Regions from separate parts of the Mus musculus genome. Here all the other regions are linked to region 3. Evidence: chromatin contacts called from public promoter capture Hi-C data. All regions are on one chromosome and are shown on one strand. The core of a region is the stretch at or near the end of the contact, and the rest is flanking DNA. Distances in the headings are between cores, read along the strand shown. Region 1 overlaps Tanc2 (tetratricopeptide repeat, ankyrin repeat and coiled-coil containing 2). Region 2 overlaps Tanc2 (tetratricopeptide repeat, ankyrin repeat and coiled-coil containing 2). Region 3 holds the start of Marchf10 (membrane associated ring-CH-type finger 10).

Evidence for each region. Promoter capture Hi-C pulls out the DNA fragments that hold promoters and counts their contacts.
Region 1: a contact with region 3 is called in a promoter capture Hi-C map of the C10 cell line. The contact joins the enhancer-like site here to the promoter of Marchf10 in region 3. A contact is called at or near these places in 2 of 39 promoter capture datasets (the C10 cell line and cranial neural crest), 1 of 115 datasets of contacts at active chromatin or transcription factors (the NIH/3T3 cell line) and 1 of 9 other capture datasets (embryonic stem cells).
Region 2: a contact with region 3 is called in a promoter capture Hi-C map of trophoblast stem cells, with 4 times the contacts expected there. The contact joins the enhancer-like site here to the promoter of Marchf10 in region 3. A contact is called at or near these places in 19 of 39 promoter capture datasets (the 3T3-L1 cell line, 3T3-L1-derived adipocytes, the C10 cell line and 10 more), 6 of 484 Hi-C or Micro-C datasets (the N1E-115 cell line, adipose-derived mesenchymal stem cells, cerebral cortex and 3 more), 5 of 115 datasets of contacts at active chromatin or transcription factors (the NIH/3T3 cell line, bone marrow-derived macrophages, embryonic fibroblasts and 2 more) and 3 of 9 other capture datasets (adipose tissue, embryonic stem cells and pancreatic islet).

What each region holds. Positions count from the first base shown.
Region 1 is chr11:105,836,292-105,839,602 of GRCm38.p6, reverse strand. All of the region lies in intron 9 of Tanc2 (tetratricopeptide repeat, ankyrin repeat and coiled-coil containing 2), which reads right to left. Among named protein-coding and RNA genes, the nearest start is that of Cyb561, 110 kb to the left of the region's middle. Within about 2 kb of position 1,407, at least 7 of the 459 cell types and tissues checked have an H3K27ac peak or open chromatin away from gene starts, as enhancers often do.
Region 2 is chr11:105,917,628-105,921,062 of GRCm38.p6, reverse strand. Tanc2 (tetratricopeptide repeat, ankyrin repeat and coiled-coil containing 2) reads right to left here. Exons shown (of 26, transcript NM_181071.3): 25 at 1,012-1,112. Among named protein-coding and RNA genes, the nearest start is that of Cyb561, 25 kb to the left of the region's middle. Within about 2 kb of position 1,937, at least 8 of the 459 cell types and tissues checked have an H3K27ac peak or open chromatin away from gene starts, as enhancers often do. A contact at or near this core is called in trophoblast stem cells, where this site is marked.
Region 3 is chr11:105,455,119-105,458,553 of GRCm38.p6, reverse strand. It overlaps Marchf10 (membrane associated ring-CH-type finger 10), which reads left to right and starts at 1,819. Exons shown (of 12, transcript NM_172568.2): 1 at 1,819-2,080. The region is part of intron 1 of Gm39417 (a long non-coding RNA gene); the gene reads right to left.

The sequences.
Region 1 (3,311 bases), core at 158-2,657, 380 kb before region 3:
AGATTGAGCATTACCATGTCGGCAGATTTCATTATATACACAGTATAGGTTCACACAGAACTTACAGCAATTGTCCTGCTTCAGCTCCCTGTGTCCTGGGATTACAGGCATGAAATATAATGCTCACATTATATTTATTTGTATGTTGATTTATTTACTCATTTATTTAAGGCTAAGTACTACTTTGTTGCTCAGATTGGTCTCAAATCTTTCTTGATCTTCCTGCTCTGTCTCCTGAGTGCTGGGATTACAGATGTACGCTCAGAACTGAGCATTTTTAGTGGGTATAATAAGATTAAAAAGAAGGAAAAGAATCAGTTTTAAAAATTTTCACTGTTTCCTGCTAGTGGCAAGACCCATCTTTGGATTGAACACAACTCCCTCACCCCAATGAGTTCTGACTTACAGAACTGTAATATACAAGAGCCGTTTCAAACATGGCAATGTGTTTATGCTGCCACCAAAAAAAAATACATGGAGGTCAAGCTTCAAGTGGTACAATAAAGTTTTAGAAATGTAAAATGCATTCATTACCTATTAGAAATGATAAAATCAAACAGGTAAGAAAGAATTTTAAAAACAGGCACACACACACACACAAAAGCAAAAACCCATTTAAAGTTATTGGGTAAACAACAGCTATTAAAAAGAAGGAATAGAAGAAAGTAGTTATATAATTTTGCACCAGTAAAAATAAACTGAGATTTCTTCTATTCACCTGTGATGGAGTAGATTTCTTGGTCACACTGAAATAACTGCAAGGACGAGGGTACAAGAGATGGCAGTGAGGCAGGTCTGAAGAATTGTGTGACACTCTGAGTTGACTTAAAGTTTAGTGAATTCTACATATATTGGGTTACTTTTGTCCATGCATCTATGCTCCTTTGATTGGAATTTGAGTTTTGAGTAATTACTGTGTAAATACTCTTGTCTTTTGGCTACTCTCTTTTGAAGAGGCTCTCCTTTTTTTCTGAGTGGCTTACTTTCCCTTTGGTATTCAGAGAACAGTAAAAATAAAAATGTAAAGATAAGCACAAGTCAGTGTATTCAACAAACTAGCAAAATAGATTTCTAAAAGGAGTAGAGCAAGGACCACTGAATTTAGTAGCAGTTTGGAGGCTTGGCAGCTGCTGACAAATGTCAAATCCAGGTAATTACACAGGAACCTCCAGTGATGGAAACACAGCCATCTATCAAACTGAACTTCCCTACTTATCATACCAGCCTACCTGTAATGGGTGCAATAATATCTGAATTATACAACAGGTCTATTTTCAAAAAATGTTTTTGTTCTTTGTGTGTGTTGGGGGGGGGGTGATGAAAGCAGAGAATGATGGGAGAGTCATATCTGTGAAAGTAGGTGGAAAACAGGATGACAGGTTAGTGTCTGCCTTCACAGTTTTTCTCTACCTTCTAAGGGAAATGACAAGGAGGGGGCAGGCTGTGGAGCTGACTGTGGGGGAAGGAGAGCTATGCAGTGAAGGAATGCAGCCTCAACTGCTCACATCTTTTGCAGCAGTACTGCTCAGTGTGGAGAAGAAAGAACAACAGATGATATACAGAGATAAGTAAAAAACTCTGTAACTTTGCAGTTTTTCATTATTACTACAACTGTATCATGATATCATTATCTGGGGGTTCAGAAAGCCAGTGGGATTCCAAGTAACCCCACTCAAGTTTAATATACATTAATCTGTAGAAAAGTAGGCCACACTTCTGACCTTCTTATTCCTTAACCAAAGAACTTCTGCTGCTGCAGGCAGTATTTGTAGTGTCAGCTCATACAGCAACAGATTCATGCTGAAGAATAGCTTGTAGGCTGGAGAGATGGGTAGGTGGTTAAGAGACTTGTCGTTCTCACAAAGGACTCACGACTGAGGACCCATGACCCAGGATCAATTCCTAGCACCCACATGGCAGTTCACAGCCAACCATAAATCTAGTTCAAGGAGATATGACGTACTCATCTGAAATTAGTGGGTACCAAGCACAGATGTGGTACACATACATATATGTAGGTAAAACATACATATCACACACACACACACACACACACACACACACACACACACACACGTTATAAAAAAAGAAAAGAAAAAAAATTTGGGAGGCAGAGGCAGGTGAATTTCTGAGTTTGAGTTTATAGACCAGCCTGGTCTACAGAGTGAGTTCCAGGACAGCCAGGGCTACACAGAGAAACCCTGTCTTGAAAACCCAAAAATAAAATAAGAAAAAAATTAGCTTGCATCCTTTCAGTAAAATATCATTGACTCTTCTTTAAGAAACACAGGTTTGTTGAGGATGGCAGAGGCAGAAGGTAGATCACCAACAGATTACAATGAAAATTTTGCATAAGGCAATGTTGGTTCTTTGCAGCTCTGATAGATAGTGCCGCCTATTCTATATTCTCCTATTCCCTTTTCTAGTCTTGGAATTTTAACTAAAGGGCAAGATCTAAGCACCAACAGTGGAGAGATTATCTTATAAGTGGGGAATGTTTCATTGTTTTTAGAGATTCCCAAGAGATAAAAGGCAACAGTATTAGAGAATAATAACTAATTATATTTGGAAAATCTGCTTTGGAGAGTATTCAGATTGTTTTCTATTTATTTTTGCTCTCCCAGGTTTATGTGCAGTCCTCAGATAATTTGCTTTTAGACAAAGCAGCTATCCTCGGCTTTGGGATTTATCTTCTGTTAGGCATGATCCTGCCACTGCTATTTTCTACACTGATATACCAAGGAGTCAGAGAAAGTGTTAGCCAGCCATTTTTCTTTCTGGCATACTCAAACAGCTTAACTCCTGTACTACTCAGATAAGCAGTAGTATGGTGTGATAGACAGCTAAGCAATTGAAAGAAAATACTGGGATAGGTGGGGAAATGCGCTGCAAACCATGAAGATCTACTCTTTGAGTCAACATTTCAGCACAGAAGCTATTTTAGGACTCCGTCATTATCACTGTAATTTTTCTATAAAGGACTGAACTCCCTTTCGGGCATGCTGAGTAAGTACTGTCACCAAGCGACATTCTTATCCCTAAAGCCATTCTCAACGATTAGCCAGTCATACTTCCTTTTGCAGACGATAAAACTGAGATCCAAAGAATTAAAGCAAATTTAGGGTTACAAAGTACCATATGGTCAATTTACATGTTGTGGCACAATCCCAAGTTCTTAGCTTTCACAGGCTTATGTCTATGTTTATCTTAGAAGTACTTCATTTAGGAACATGAACAAGGTATTCTTAAAATAAGAGTTCACCATATAACTGTACTCAGTAAGTTTTCTTTTTAAGCACCAGCTCCTTTTA
Region 2 (3,435 bases), core at 688-3,187, 460 kb before region 3:
GCCCATCACTTAACAGTACTGTGTATCTTTCTGCTAGGTCACAGCCCACATGAGTCAGCTTGCTGATCAGGTGACCGAGAGTGGAGCTGAGCTTACTCCAACAAGACCCTTATTTACAAATGAGGAAATGAACCATGGAGATATTCCTATCCTCCTGACTAAAACTACCTGGGAAGTGGACAACTCACCTAGTGGCAAAGGAACAGTCCCAGACGGAGAGGATGTGACAGCCAACTTTCTATAAAAATGCTATGACTTTAGCTAGATCACTGCTTTCAGTGTCACTAGCTTTGTTTTGATTTTTGCAGACAAATCCCCCCTGGGTTACAGCATCAAATCCCAAACAGTTCCTTTCCATGCATGGGAGAAGGCTGGGTGCTGGGCAGAGGCATCAAGGACAACGATTGGCAGTTCTCAGATCCCTCTGGAGGCTCTGTTACTCAGTGGTCAAAACATAGCAGATGGGCACAAGGAATGGTGCCATCTCAGTCCTGGCAACAGGACCTCGTGTGTGTGTGTGTGTGTGTGTGTGTGTCTGTCTGTCTGTCTGTCTGTCTCTGTGTGTCTGTGTGTGTTTAGGTGAAGAGGGCAATATTTTCAGACTCAGGAGACCCCTCTGTTGAGGACTAAATAATCTGGGAGTCCCCAATGCCTGTAGGAAAGGAAAGGAAGAGTGTGTGACTGTCCTGTTCTTCCTGTTGAGAAGGCACAGGGGAGGTTTGGCTTAAGTGGCTTCCTCTTTACTTCATCATTATCTCGTCATGCCATTGGCTTGAGGCTGAAAAGTGACTGAGCACATGACACAGGCTTCCTGGAAGGAAGTGCCATTTTCCATTTTACCTTTCTCCTAAAGTGCCCAGGAGAAGTGCTGGTTGTGAGCAGTGCCCTGCCTGCAAAGCCTGGCCCTGAGAGTTGGCAAGGGCAGGCACATTGGGTGCACACATCCCAGGGTGGCCTATCACCTTAGACACATTTTCAGACACTGCTGTTTCTCACCCTCCCTTGCCTCACCTGCTGCTGCGTTTTGCCCTTGCTCTCGCATAGTATGCTTCATAAGATTTCGGTTTCAGCTCCAGGGCTTTAGTAGCAAATTCCTCCGCCATTCCAAAATCCTGTCATTACAATAGGTGTGCAGATGAGTCATTGCAGAGATACACAAAAAGACAACTTGGGAATAAAACAAATGGTAAGTACAATCCTTTGACACCGGTCGATGGAATGCCTGGGGCTCATGACACGCCTGCCATGGCTCTACCCATGTGGCCCACAGACTGAAAATTCCCCCTGCCTTCCTCTGCTGTGTGTCTCAGAAAGCACAAACGGAACTTTACTTGTCCAAAGTGTTAAAACACTTTTTGGATTTCTAGCTGTTCTTGATACCCCAGAAGCCAAATGCCAGCCCTCTGTAGTGAGGATCCTAAAGTTGAAAATCTAAACTCTCCATACAAGAGGAGAGACACAGATACCTCAGGTGCCATTCATCCTATTGGTTCTCCTTGCTGCTGTGCTCACAAGACCTTGGCTTCCTAAGGATCACTGAGAATGTACCCCACAGAGTCCAGGAGAAAGGTCTGGGTAACAGCAAAGAGCACTGACTGGAGCCGAGAGGGCCCAGGGATGCCAGCCAGCCAGGCTCAGCTCTCTGGTCTATTCTAACTCAAGTCAGCTGAACATCCTTTACACCGACAGTTCAGCGTAAGGTTAGGCATAAACAACATTTAAGTGCTATGTATACTAGACAAATAGTAGGGTTCCGTACTACATAAATATTCTTCATATTTCAGACACTTCTCTGCCTTGTTCCTTCTATTTGATTCCTTACTTAGGAAACATTAAAAATTTAAAAAATAGATAAAGAAACAAGCAGACTCTGGGTGTGACTGGTTGTGCTGTCCTGGAGACATCCTGGATAAACTCAATCTTGAAGCTACTGGTGTTACCATGACAACCCCGGGGACTAGATTCTGAAGCATGTAATATTGAACAGGCAACACCTGTGGTCCTTAAGATCTCCTTAAATACTAAGTTAAAGTGAAAGGATTTAGTTTTCACTGGAGGTGGTTCTATTTTTTGAAGTTTTGCTATGTACCCCCAGGCTAGCCTAGAACCCTCTAATCTTCCTGCTTCTGCCTCAAAAGTACTGGCGTTTTTTGAGATACATGCCACCATATTTGGCTTAGGTTTTCCTCTTCTTTAAATGACAAAATTATATAGAGCAGGACTGTATTCATAGTTCCTAATGCAGAAAACAGGGTCTAAGAAAGGTCCTGGGCACAGGCAAGGGCTCATCATAAGAGATTGTCTACTGAGGTGCAGGGACTTCTGGTGCTTAGTGTATGGTGGCTCATAGGAGGTAATTACTGGTTTTGTGGGGAAATGGTATGGACTATTTTCCATCCCTCTGGTTTCCTACCTTTCCCTTTACTTATTTGAGAGATAACCATTGTTTCTAAGAGTAGAGCAACTTTTCATCCTTGGTGCTATAGACCTACAGGGGGTCTTGTGCATGCTAAGCAAGAACCTTATGACTGAGCTATGTACCCAAAGCATATGTGTGCGTGTGTGTGTGTATGTATGTATATATATATATATATATATATATATATATATATATATATACACACACACACACACACACACATGTGTATATATATACATATATACATACATACACACACACACACACACACACACACACACATATATATATATATATATATATTTTTTTTTTGGTTTTTCAAGACAGGGTTTCTCTGTGTAGCCCTGGCTGTCCTGGAACCCACTTTGTAGACCAGGCTGGCTTCGAACTCAGAAATCCACCTGCCTCTGCCTCCCAAGTGCTGGGATTAAAGGCATGCGCCACCACCACCCGGCTCCCAAAGCATATTTTTAAAAGCCAATTAACTGCTAGGAAGAAAAGAAGCCAGAAGACTGGCATCCTCTGCTAAGCTTTGCTTCATTCTCAGAGGAGGGCCACAGAGACCTCTGGGACTGATTCCACTGTTCACGTGAGAACCTCAGGCAGGACTTTACTATTGTGCCCCGGATACCTTCCATACTTCCATCTCCACCCAAAAGTTTCTTCCTTGCCCCCACTCCTTTCTGCCTCTGAAGGCAGAGCTGTGTCCTCTGAGATTGCCAAGTCTATCACAGGGCTCTTTCACTGTCAGGTTTCAGGGCTAGAATCAACGATGCAGAAGTGAGATATATGAGTCTTTCTGGACCTGAGAGCAGATCCTTCCCACTGCAGCCAGAACCTTCCTTCTGGACAGGACGCTCTTGACTCTCTAACTGATCAAAACTCCCTACTTGATTTGAATTACATCTGTCTTCTGAGGGCCTGTGAAACCTCTACTGGATGCCAGTGACTGTGTCACGATTGTAAGCACTTCTGGTGTCTGAGATTTTTCTCAGCTCAGGAGTGTCTGCATGACA
Region 3 (3,435 bases), core at 570-3,069:
GAGTTAGGTCCTTGGTCTCTAAGAAAAAGCTTCCCGCTTCTCATTTTACTGCAATCCCCACAACCCCCCTCCCCCCACACAGAGTCTCTGACAGAGTGAGGAGGTTTCCCTAGAAGGCCCTCACTTCCTCTAAGAACTGGGATTTCAGGCATCTGCCATCACATCCACTCTAAGGATCAAACCCAGAGCTTCATGCCAGACAGGCACTGAGCTACATCCCAGAAAGTGTCTCAAACTTGGGGGTCCTTAATTATAGTCCTTTGAACAGCAAAGACCATGGAAAGAGGTTCCATGGTATGTCTTTACCAGTCAACGATTTAATAGAGAATCTTTGTTAGCCGGCTGAGAACAAGACTAGAACATGGTGTTGCAGGTAAAAAGTACCTGCCACCAAGCCCGACAAGCCGGGTTTGGTCACTGGGAGCCACACGGTAGGAGAGAACAGACTTCAGCAAACTGACCTCCCCTTCCCTGCACTGGGGCATGTTTGCCCTCTCACACATCCAATAAAAATAAGATGTAATAAAAATCTTTAAACATACTAAAAATAGAAAATGGTTTGGAAAGGGAGAGCAATGAAGGTCAGATGAGAAAGAGCCCAAAACAAAGACTTCCCCAAGGCATATTTTGTCTAGACTCTGTGTTGCTCAAGATACGTCTTAGAAGTTGGCGTGAAGGTGAGAAGGAGGGTTTGGCATGTCCTAGAGCCGCAACTGGCAAGAAATGACTCAAGGACAAAACCAAGAAAGCAAGTCCTGGGGAACAAATAGGGACAGTCACAGTCCAGAGTCTGGGGCTCACTTCTTAGGCAGTGCTGGAGTCTGAGAGTGGCTTGTTGGTGATTAAGACATGGGACCTAGGCTGTTTACGTGGCACAGGGAGAGGTGGACCTGGGGTACGACTGACAGGGGCTCAGAGCGTCCTTGCAAGGTTCAAACATCAATCCAGTTTAGAGACCACTGAGTCCTAAATTAGGGGTGGTAGTGATAAGAATAGAAAGGGTGTCATACTGCAAACACAAAGCCACCACCTGAATGTGGGCTTACAGGGGCTGCATAGAAGTCTCCTGGACCCCAGACATGTGGAGACTCTGGGACACTGGTGAAAGTTCCAACAATTTCTATTGTCCATCTTCTTTGCTCTCCGCCCAATCTAAAATGCCCTTAGGTGACATCAGTCAGCAAGGTACTAAGTACCTAAATATGCAAAAGAAATAGAAGACTCAAGGCTGCCTATTAGCCCCTCAGTGAAAAATAAACGCAGCCTAGAAACAGTGATGTAAACCAAGAACCTGGTGGGCACTGGTCTAAACCTCCAAGCTCCTCTCTCCTGGAGAAGCCCGTAATGACTACTGTTAACTAAGAGGCTAGCTTTCGGGCTCCGTTCTGAAGCTGATCGGGTGCCTCCCTTAATTGTTTATTTCTGCTCTGAGGTTGGATCGGAACATTCTGCCTGAGATCCCTGTATAACAACCATTTCAAAGAGTGCAGTATCTTTTCTTCTTTTCATTTATTCCCTTTACTGTTTTATTTAATTTTTTTTCCTCTCCCATTTTCTAATCTTCATCTTATAAGAAACAACACTGAGTCTGGGCGTGAACACAGACAAAATCAGAGTGCCTATTCCTAGAGCATCTCTTCCAAGCCAGCCGCCATCACTGCTTTCCTTTCTCAACTGCATCCCTTCTCGTTCCCACGGCAACCGGCAGAGCCGCCCACGTGTGGACTCAGGACCCCCGGGGCCGTAGCCCTGCCCCACCCCCACGATCCACGTTCCCTCGCGACTAGCGGCACAGGCTCCGCGCGAGGAGGGAGGCACGGTTGCCAAGGAAACGGGAGGACGCCAGGCAGCCGCCCCCACCGTCTCCACCCCAAGAAAGGCCGGAGGCCGCGGCGGACAGCTGCCTCCCGGGAGGAGAAGGAAGAGGGCCCTCTAGAAGGAGGGAAGACAGTGAGGTGTGGGGGAGGAAGAGGAGCCCAGGACCGGCCCCACGCACGATTGATGGGCGGCTCTTCGCCCACCCGCTCCGCCCCGCGGCCCCTTTAGCCCCTTGTGAGGGGTGAAAGTGCTGATCCCCAAGGTAACGGGCGCCTGCCCCAGCCTTCCCAGAACTGAGGATCAACTATACCTTTAAAACTTAAAAGATTCTGAAGGGAAATCAGACCTCTTAGCGCCCCTCTCTTCTTCGGGCTAACAGTAGCTCCAGTTTGTTTCTACCTCAAAGGAACAGATTTAACTGGAGTCTAGTTGGTTTTTGTACACTGGTAGTTCCATCACCCCCAACTGCCGCACAGCTACATTGGTCTACAATCCAGGAAACAGCTTTTGAATGTGGAAACGATGGTATTATTAATGGTAGAACCCAATCGCTTGTCAAACTTGTGATGTTCTTTTCATTTTTCCAATTACACAGTCTCTGCTCTGGGCTTAATAGTCTGTGTGTGTTAGCTAGGTCTCTCATACACCCCTTTTACACAACCATTATTTCCTACGTTAAATTGGAACAGTCACCCTTTCTTGACACCACCCTGCCTCAAGCCCTCAGCCTCTGAAAAGTATAAACCGAGCCTAAGTCACTAAACTTATATTCAGCACAAGTTTAAAAAATGATATTAAAAAAAACTAAGATTTTTTTCCAAACTAAAATTGAAACAAATCCTGTAATCCTTGACATTACAAATGAATTCATTGTGGAAAAGATTAAAGTCTTCTGAAACTCTTCTTCTAAGCAGCCAATCATAGACATGGAGGAATTTATAGACCTGATTGTCAGGTAGTAACACAGCTACTTATATCTTGCCTCAAATGAAGCTTCAGTATAGAGAGGTTAAATTTACATTTTGCTTATTTGCCAAAATCAAGACAGTATAGTTTTAATGATATTTCACAGAGCGAGCATTGCAAGAAAACGGTAAGACAGCTTATTTTAAAAGCACTTCTTTCAGGTCAGGTGTGGTTTTTATCTTTTGTTTTTTGTTTTTTTTTTTTTTTTGACAAATGTAGTCACAGAAAAAGGAGACAGCATGTACACAGGCATGCACATGTGCATGTATGCACACATGTGTGATACTTTTAGAGACTGGAAAGGAATGTAGTCTGTCCTTATTCCTGCTCTCCTTAGTCAGGGTGTCTCAGTCTGAATTCCCTGGAAATTTATGCTAGAGAGGAATTCAAATGTCACAGAGTTCTTAGAATATTCCTCATTGAAATTTCACAGATGCGTGGAATTTTGAGGCCTTGGCAGAATCACTCGCTTCCTCTCCCCACCTCACACACCTCCTCATCCCTGGCCCTTTCCCTCTCCTTAGCATGGCATCGCACACCAATTTCTAAAACACAAACTTGATCCAGTGCTTTGTCACCAGAAGCTTGCAACAAACATACACATGATCATGCGTGATTTTCAGAACGAGAAGCAATTCAAAGGTGAGACTA